Regions from separate parts of the Mus musculus genome. Here region 1 is linked to region 2. A link is a contact called in public ChIA-PET data. All regions are on one chromosome and are shown on one strand. Each heading gives the region's core, a stretch centred on a gene start, on an enhancer-like site or on the middle of the called end of the contact. The rest is flanking DNA. Distances are from core to core; before and after follow the strand shown. Region 1 holds the start of Tfcp2 (transcription factor CP2). Region 2 holds the start of Cox14 (cytochrome c oxidase assembly protein 14).

Region 1 (3,373 bases), core at 756-3,255, 830 kb after region 2:
GGAATCCCATGCATGATCCAAGGCCTGTTATAAGGTTTCTTAAAAATTCTGTCAAGTACAACTTCAGGCGCCTTCAAAAACACTAAATATAGTTACTGTAAAGACAGCGATGATCCCTTTGAGAAGCCTGAACCCCACTCCCTGGTGTGCCTTTCTTTCCTGCGCACACCTCATTTTGCCTTAGACCCCATGGTTGTTGAAGACCTTTAAATAAACTCCAACTCTGCTTCACAGTAACTTATCCTGAATTCTTTCTCTGTGGCACAGTCAAAAATCCAGCTTTAGGCTGGGCTGTGGTGATTCACACCTTTGATCTCAGCGCTTGGGAGGCGGAGGCAGGCAGATCTCTGAGTTCCAGGCCAACCTGGGCTACATAGAGAAACCCTGTCTCAAAAAAATAAATAAATAATAAAAAAAATTCCAGCTTTCCCTAAGCTGTGATTCCTGAGAGGAAGAAAACTCCCAGCAGTGGGGGGCAGTGTTTCCCACCCATCTTCCCTAACAAAAGGATATTTCTGCCTGATGCATAGGTGCTTAGGAACATCAAAAAGTTATCGGTGCCATTTTTTACTATGTAGCCAAACATGGTCTTGAGCTCCTAATCCCCCTCTTGCTGAGTGCTGGGTGCTGGTATTTCAGTTGTGCACTAGTACTCTCGTCTTTCTTTTGTCTTTTTGTTGTTGTTGTTGGGGTTTTTTTTGTTGTTGTTGTTTTTTCAAGACAGGGTTTCTCTGTGTAGTCCTGGCTGTCCTGGAACTCACTCTGTAGACCAGGCTGGCCTCGAACTCAGAAATCCGCCTGCCTCTGCCTCCCGAGTGCTGGGATCAAAGGCGTGCGCCTCTTTGTCACTTTTTAGACATTCTCAGCTCAAGTTTCCAAAGACAGGAACCCTGGAAGAAAACCTTAAAACAAGTCTGTTGTAAGAGACAGCTGTCTGTGGACTTCTTGTCCAAGGTATCCCATCTCTTCCCAACAAGTCGTCAACCTTGAACCTCAGTTCCCAGCTGCCGGACTTCTTTAGATATCCCTCAACTGCCCCTTCTTCACGTGAATCCAGACATACCCAAGCATACAGTCAGTGTCCAAGTCTCCTACACCATCTGGATGCAAGGGCCCTACAGAGTTGACTCTAGAGTCTTTCCTGTCCTCCCATACCACTACTACTCAAACCAGAGGATGGGGGAGGTAGGGAGGTGTAAGGGGGGGGGTAATCTGCCCACCAAGCTGCAGGCTGTTCTCTTAAACTGTACAGCCGCCCTCCCACCTTTCAAGATCCTGCCTTTGTTATTAAGAAGGTAAGGTCTGGGAGGCATCTCACTCACCTCATACTATAAGCACCAGCACCCAGTTCCTGGCCAATGCCGGACAGGCTAGCATCAAAGTCCTGCACAAGCCCCGACTCGATCACTTCGTCGGCTAGCGGCAGCTTCAGAGCCCAGGCCATCCCGGCTCCTTCCTTGCCCCAACAGGCGCCGGCTCCTGTACAAAGGCGCGGAGCGTAACTCTACCCGGCAGACAGCACAGTGGAAGTCAGCTACAAACCCAGCTCCTCGCGCAGCGCCCCAAGCCTGACCTACGGGCTGCACCCTGGCTACTCCTCGGGAGCCCCGGTGACAGGAATCCCTCCCGTTCGGCTCTCGGGATCGTGAGGCACCAGGTCCCGCCGGAGCTCAGCCGGACTCGGGCTCTCTGAAGCCCACCGGTCGGTCGCTCGGCGTCCTCCGCTCAGCCTCAAAGCGGAGACGCGCAGGACACCGGGCGCTCCGAGCGTCCCCTCCGCCCCCCTAGGTGGAAAGCTCCTCCCTCCGGGCATCCGCACTTTCCCTCAGGCCTCGCTTCCGGTCAACCAGATAACTTCCGGTCACCGATTCTTCTCCCCGCCCCCCCACTCCGCTCTCAGCACAAACCCAGGGTTCCTCCGAGCCGTCCCCACACCCTCCTTAGCCACCACGACCGCCTGGAAGCGTGGACAGCGAAAGTTCGGCGCAGACTCGAAGCGCAAACCCGCCCCCAGCGCCAACCAATCAGGACGTCCGCTACGGCCATGGCGCAACGTCACCATCCATCTACCAATGAAGAAGAGACTGGTTCTGTCTTCGCAGCGGTGATAGGCTATCGACGCGAAGGCTTCCGCCCCCGGAGTAGTGGGCGGGCTCAGTGCTTAGGCGTGAACCCGGGTCGCAGGCTCTCGGTCCTGACAGTAGAGCAGAACTGCGGTTCTATCTTTCCGCTTCCCGCTCCCATTCCCGGAGGGACTTTCGTTCCCGTGTGTCCAGTCCTAAACTCTCCCCATTTGCCTTCCCTTATCTTCACCCTTCTCCCTAAGGCATTCGCGCAGGAAACAGGGAAAACTATTGGGGTTTTTGTTGATGTTCAGACGGGGTCTTTAGGTAACTTTAGCTGACCCAGAACTGAGAGATCCACACCCCCAGCCTGAGTGCTAGGATCAAAAGCGTGCACACTACACCTTGCTTGTTGTTTTGTTTCTGTTTGGTTGGTTCTTTGATGTTTTGTTTTTGTTTGTTTTAGGCAATGATGAATGAGTGTTGGGGAAAAATCTGCAGAGCAAAGTCAGAGCTGGCATCTTTATTTATAGTATGATAACTTAAGAGTATTCTCCAAGAGATTGAATTTACTAAACTGTAAATCAAGAACAACCATAGCCAGGCATAGTGGTTCATGCCTTTGATCCCAGCACTCCAGAGACAGAGGCAGGCAGATCTGATTTCCAGGTGAGCCAGGGCTAGATAATGAAGACCCTGGAGCAGGAGGTGAAATCATACCTCCTCCACCTTGCTCCTGAGGATTAATTACGGCCATTTTTAAAATTAAGCACGGGCAAAATACCTGTATGCTATGAACAGTATTGCAGAAGTCCTCAAGACAGGGTTGTAATCCCTTCCTAAAAGGGCATTGTGTGTTCCTAAAAACCTAGCACTCAGTAGGCTGAGGCAGAAGGATCTCCACAAGTTCAAGAACAGTCTAGACTACATAGCAATTTCCATAACAGCCAGGTCTACCTAGCATCTCTAGTCATTGTTTGCTCGTTTGTTGAGACAGGGTTCTTTTTGTCGCCTGGGCTGTCTTGGAACTCTGTATACCACTAGGGTCCTTAGGTCACCAGACTGGCCTTGAAGTCAAAAGATCTGCCTGCCTCTGCCTCCCATCTTAAAAAAAAAAAAATTCTAAAGGTAAATGTCACTTATTTTACCAAACAGAAAGGTAAGGCTAGAACTAAATTGTCATGATAAACATGCCTCTGCCGGCCAAAGACATCCCCTGTCTGTGGAAGTGTGCTTCGTTCTGTATGCCAACACAATATCCTTATAGTCTGCTTTGACTTAGATTTGTATATAACTACTTCTCCCACTGA
Region 2 (3,243 bases), core at 670-3,169:
CACAGACCCCAGAGACCCTTTGGCCGACCTCTGCCAGGCCCCACACAACATCAACGATCTCACTGTTTGCTAACAAAATACAAAGCTCTCAAACAACCCCACTCTAACTTCTCCTAGCAACACTTGCTTCCTCAGAAGCCTCTACTTCCCCCTCCCCCAGGCTACTCTGGCACAAGAGTTGCTCTCCACAGGCATCTCTGGCCCTGGGGCGCTCCATTCTTCCCAGAGACTTCCTGGTTCCTGGAGCTTTGTCAGGGCCTCCCCACCCTGTGTGACCTTTCCCAGCTTTCCCTTGCCTGCACCCAGCTGCCAGCACCCTCTTTGGGGAGCAGGAATCTAATCTGCTGACAGAGCTACACTCTTTTCACAGCAGGCTCAGATGGCTCAGGCTCCCCTGACCTTCCTATTTGTCCACCTCCCCAGTCAGGAGCTCCGGCCCCGGCCAGCCCCTCCTACTGCTGACCTTTCTTCTCAGGGTCCTCCCCACAAGGCCGCTTCTCTCTGCAGTCACCACCAACTTCACGTCTAACAGAATGTAGGATTTATAGTTTATCGTCCTCAGGGCTGTCAGCCCATATTCTTGACTCTGCCCTTTCCTTTTGCCCAAGTCGTTCTCACCCAGCCTGGAAGGCCACCCGGCATCTGTAGGCTTAGAACTAAGGAGCAGCTCAAAGGTTCAGTAGGTTTCCACAAGGGTTGGTGGGTCCTAGTCCAAGGCCAGCTGTCCTCGGAACAGAACAAGGTCCTCGCGAGATCGGACCCACACACCTCAGGAGCTGGGGAACTCGAGGGAAGGACAATTGAAAACTGCCTGCCCTGGGGTGAGGGAGATCAGAGGGGGATGGGAGACTGCTTTGCACTGGCCCTGTTCCAAAGTTGGGTGGCAGCAAGAGAATGTCACAGATCAGCAGCCTGGAGCGCTAGCTATAAATAGCTGGAGGTTTCTCTCTCCACCAGGGGTCTCCATTTCCTGTGTGGCAGCAACTGGGACACCGTGGCTCTGGCCAGCTTGATATTAAACTAACACATTAAGGTGCCAGGTCCCTCTCTGCTCCTAGCCTTTAAGAATTCCGTCTTAGTGAAGGTCAGAGCTGTCGGGTAAGGGGAAGAGGGGGGGCCCTGTCATCGATCCCGACTGGGCTGGAACCCTCCCACGCATGACTCAATTCAGAGCTGTTCCCCGGGAGACTGGGGCGGGATGCAGACAGATTCCAACACCTTAACCTATGTTTGCTCAGTCAGTCAACTGTGAATCTGAGGTCTTCTGTCAGGCCACTTGTCTACCCAATAAAGTGTGGTTTTTCCAGAAACTGGAAGAGTTGGGGGAGTTTATGTGGCAGTGTGTGGGGTCATGTATCACTGCATGCATGTTTTACTCAATGTAAGACAAGAAGTGGAAAAAATCATCCTTGTTTAATAGCAGCCACACTCGGGCATCAATCGGCATTGGCGTCCACTCTGCTCACAGCCCCCACCTCCACCCCCCCACCCCACCCCCGTCCCCTTTTGTGCTTCGTATCCCCTCTTCCACCCAAGCTGTCAGCCAGTCTTCCCAGCGCTTCTTACAGGGTCTGTCACGTTGCCTGCCTACGAGGAGGTCGCGCACAAGGCAGAAATATTAGCGAGTCACCCTCCCATCCCCCGACTCACCCCCTACACCCATTCTGTGGCCTCACTAGTGCTGGTCCAGCTAAGGTCGGTTCCTCCGGATCACCCTGTAAAGGGCCGCTCCAGGCGGTAGGGGGCGCTAGGCCCATCGCTGGAGAATTCCGAGGATCTACCTAGCTACAGTTTACGTCACTGAACTTAGACTGCGGATTGGCTAATTCTGAGCTAAAATTTTTCCCGTTTTCCAAGGAGCGCTCTTGATGGACCAGAACCACACCCCCCAGAATTCAATGGGCCTTTCCGAGAGGAAGGCTAGACTGAGCGTGCGTAAGAGAGAGGTAGAAGCCGGAAGTTCAAGGCTGGCTCTCGCTTTAGTGGGCGAGTTTTCGCAGGGGGTGTCGGGTCCGGAGCGGGGCTGAGCACCAGTGGCTGAGGAGCTGCGCGTTGGTGACTGCCTCTTCCTGCCCTGCGGCGGCCGCGCGACTCTGCGAGTGGCAGACTGAGCAGGCATCGCTCTGACGCGGCCGAGTTGCAGCCTCCAGGTAGGCCGCGGGCCGGACGGCCAAGCGCACTCGCCCTCCCCCCACGCTCTCCTGCTCGGCGCACCGCGCCCCCTGCTCCCCGTGTCGCCGCTTTTCACGCTGTTCCCCTGCTCCCCGTTCCGAGTCCCTGCTGTCCCCTGTGCCCCGCACCGCGCTCCCCTCCGCTCCCCTGTGTCCCGCACCGCGCGTCCTCGGCCTGTGCCCTTGAGAGCGCGCGGCTCCTAGTCCCTGCGCTGTGCTAGCCCCTGCTGGCTCCCCGGCTGTCATAGTCCGACCGCCTTCCTGGTGTGACTGCGGCCTGGCTGTCCTCCCTTCTGAAACTGCTCGCCTCAACCCCAAAGCTCCTCACGGTCCCTCAAAGCCACTTATTTCTCTGAGGTCCTCACCACCTTCTCTGATCCTACAGAATATGGGGTTCATAGCTTACCTTTCTGGGCTCCGTTAGTCAGAAGTTGTTTTCTGCGGACACCAAGTCTCTCCAAAGAGGGCTAAATGACAGAAGCTGGGGTGGTTTTAGGGCTTTGATCCTTATTTGTTTTGTAAAGGATGCCCATCAGATGAAAACCTTCTGCCAGTCTCAAGAGTTTCTTTTATTTCCAAAGTTAATCCTTGTATCTGGGCTTCTAACTTCAGGGTTTTATTGTTTGTTTTTGAGGTTATCTCGGATTTGCTTCTTTTTGTTTCACACCCCCCCCCCGTTTTTTTGTTTTTTGTTTTTGACAGGGTCTCATGTCCACATCCTGAGTGCTGGGATTTCCAGCATATACCACATGCTCTGTTTAATGCAGTTCTGGGGACTGAACCTCTGGCTTTGTGCCTGCTACACTGAGTTACATCCCACTTTAAATCATACTCAAATCTTCTCTATCAGTGAACAAGGTGAAATTAGCTTTTCACCAGGGCGAAGTGACTCTGGCACTCTACAGGCAGGATCCCCCAGACACACACATCCTCAAGTCTATCTTCAGGTCCTCTCTCGGGAGAATTTCACTACCACAATAAGTAGCCTGATTAAAATATGGTTCTGAGGCTGGAGAGATGGCTCAGCAGTTAAGAGCCTTGCTGTTCTTCCAGAGGACCCAGGTTTGATTCC

Evidence for each region. ChIA-PET counts read pairs in DNA pulled down with a chosen protein or histone mark.
Region 1: an RNA polymerase II ChIA-PET map of memory CD8 T cells shows a contact between it and region 2, with 10 read pairs. The contact joins the promoter of Tfcp2 here to the promoter of Cox14 in region 2. A contact is called at or near these places in 2 of 115 datasets of contacts at active chromatin or transcription factors (bone marrow-derived macrophages and memory CD8 T cells).

What each region holds. Positions count from the first base shown.
Region 1 is chr15:100,550,003-100,553,375 of GRCm38.p6, forward strand. Tfcp2 (transcription factor CP2) reads right to left here and starts at 2,006. Exons shown (of 16, transcript NM_033476.3): 1 at 1,908-2,006; 2 at 1,323-1,479. The coding sequence starts at 1,444.
Region 2 is chr15:99,723,699-99,726,941 of GRCm38.p6, forward strand. Cox14 (cytochrome c oxidase assembly protein 14) reads left to right here and starts at 1,920. Exons shown (of 2, transcript NM_183256.3): 1 at 1,920-2,150. It overlaps Gpd1 (glycerol-3-phosphate dehydrogenase 1 (soluble)), which reads left to right. Exons shown (of 8, transcript NM_010271.3): 8 at 1-1,316. It overlaps Gm16537 (predicted gene 16537), which reads right to left and starts at 776. Exons shown (of 3, transcript NR_155353.1): 1 at 619-776.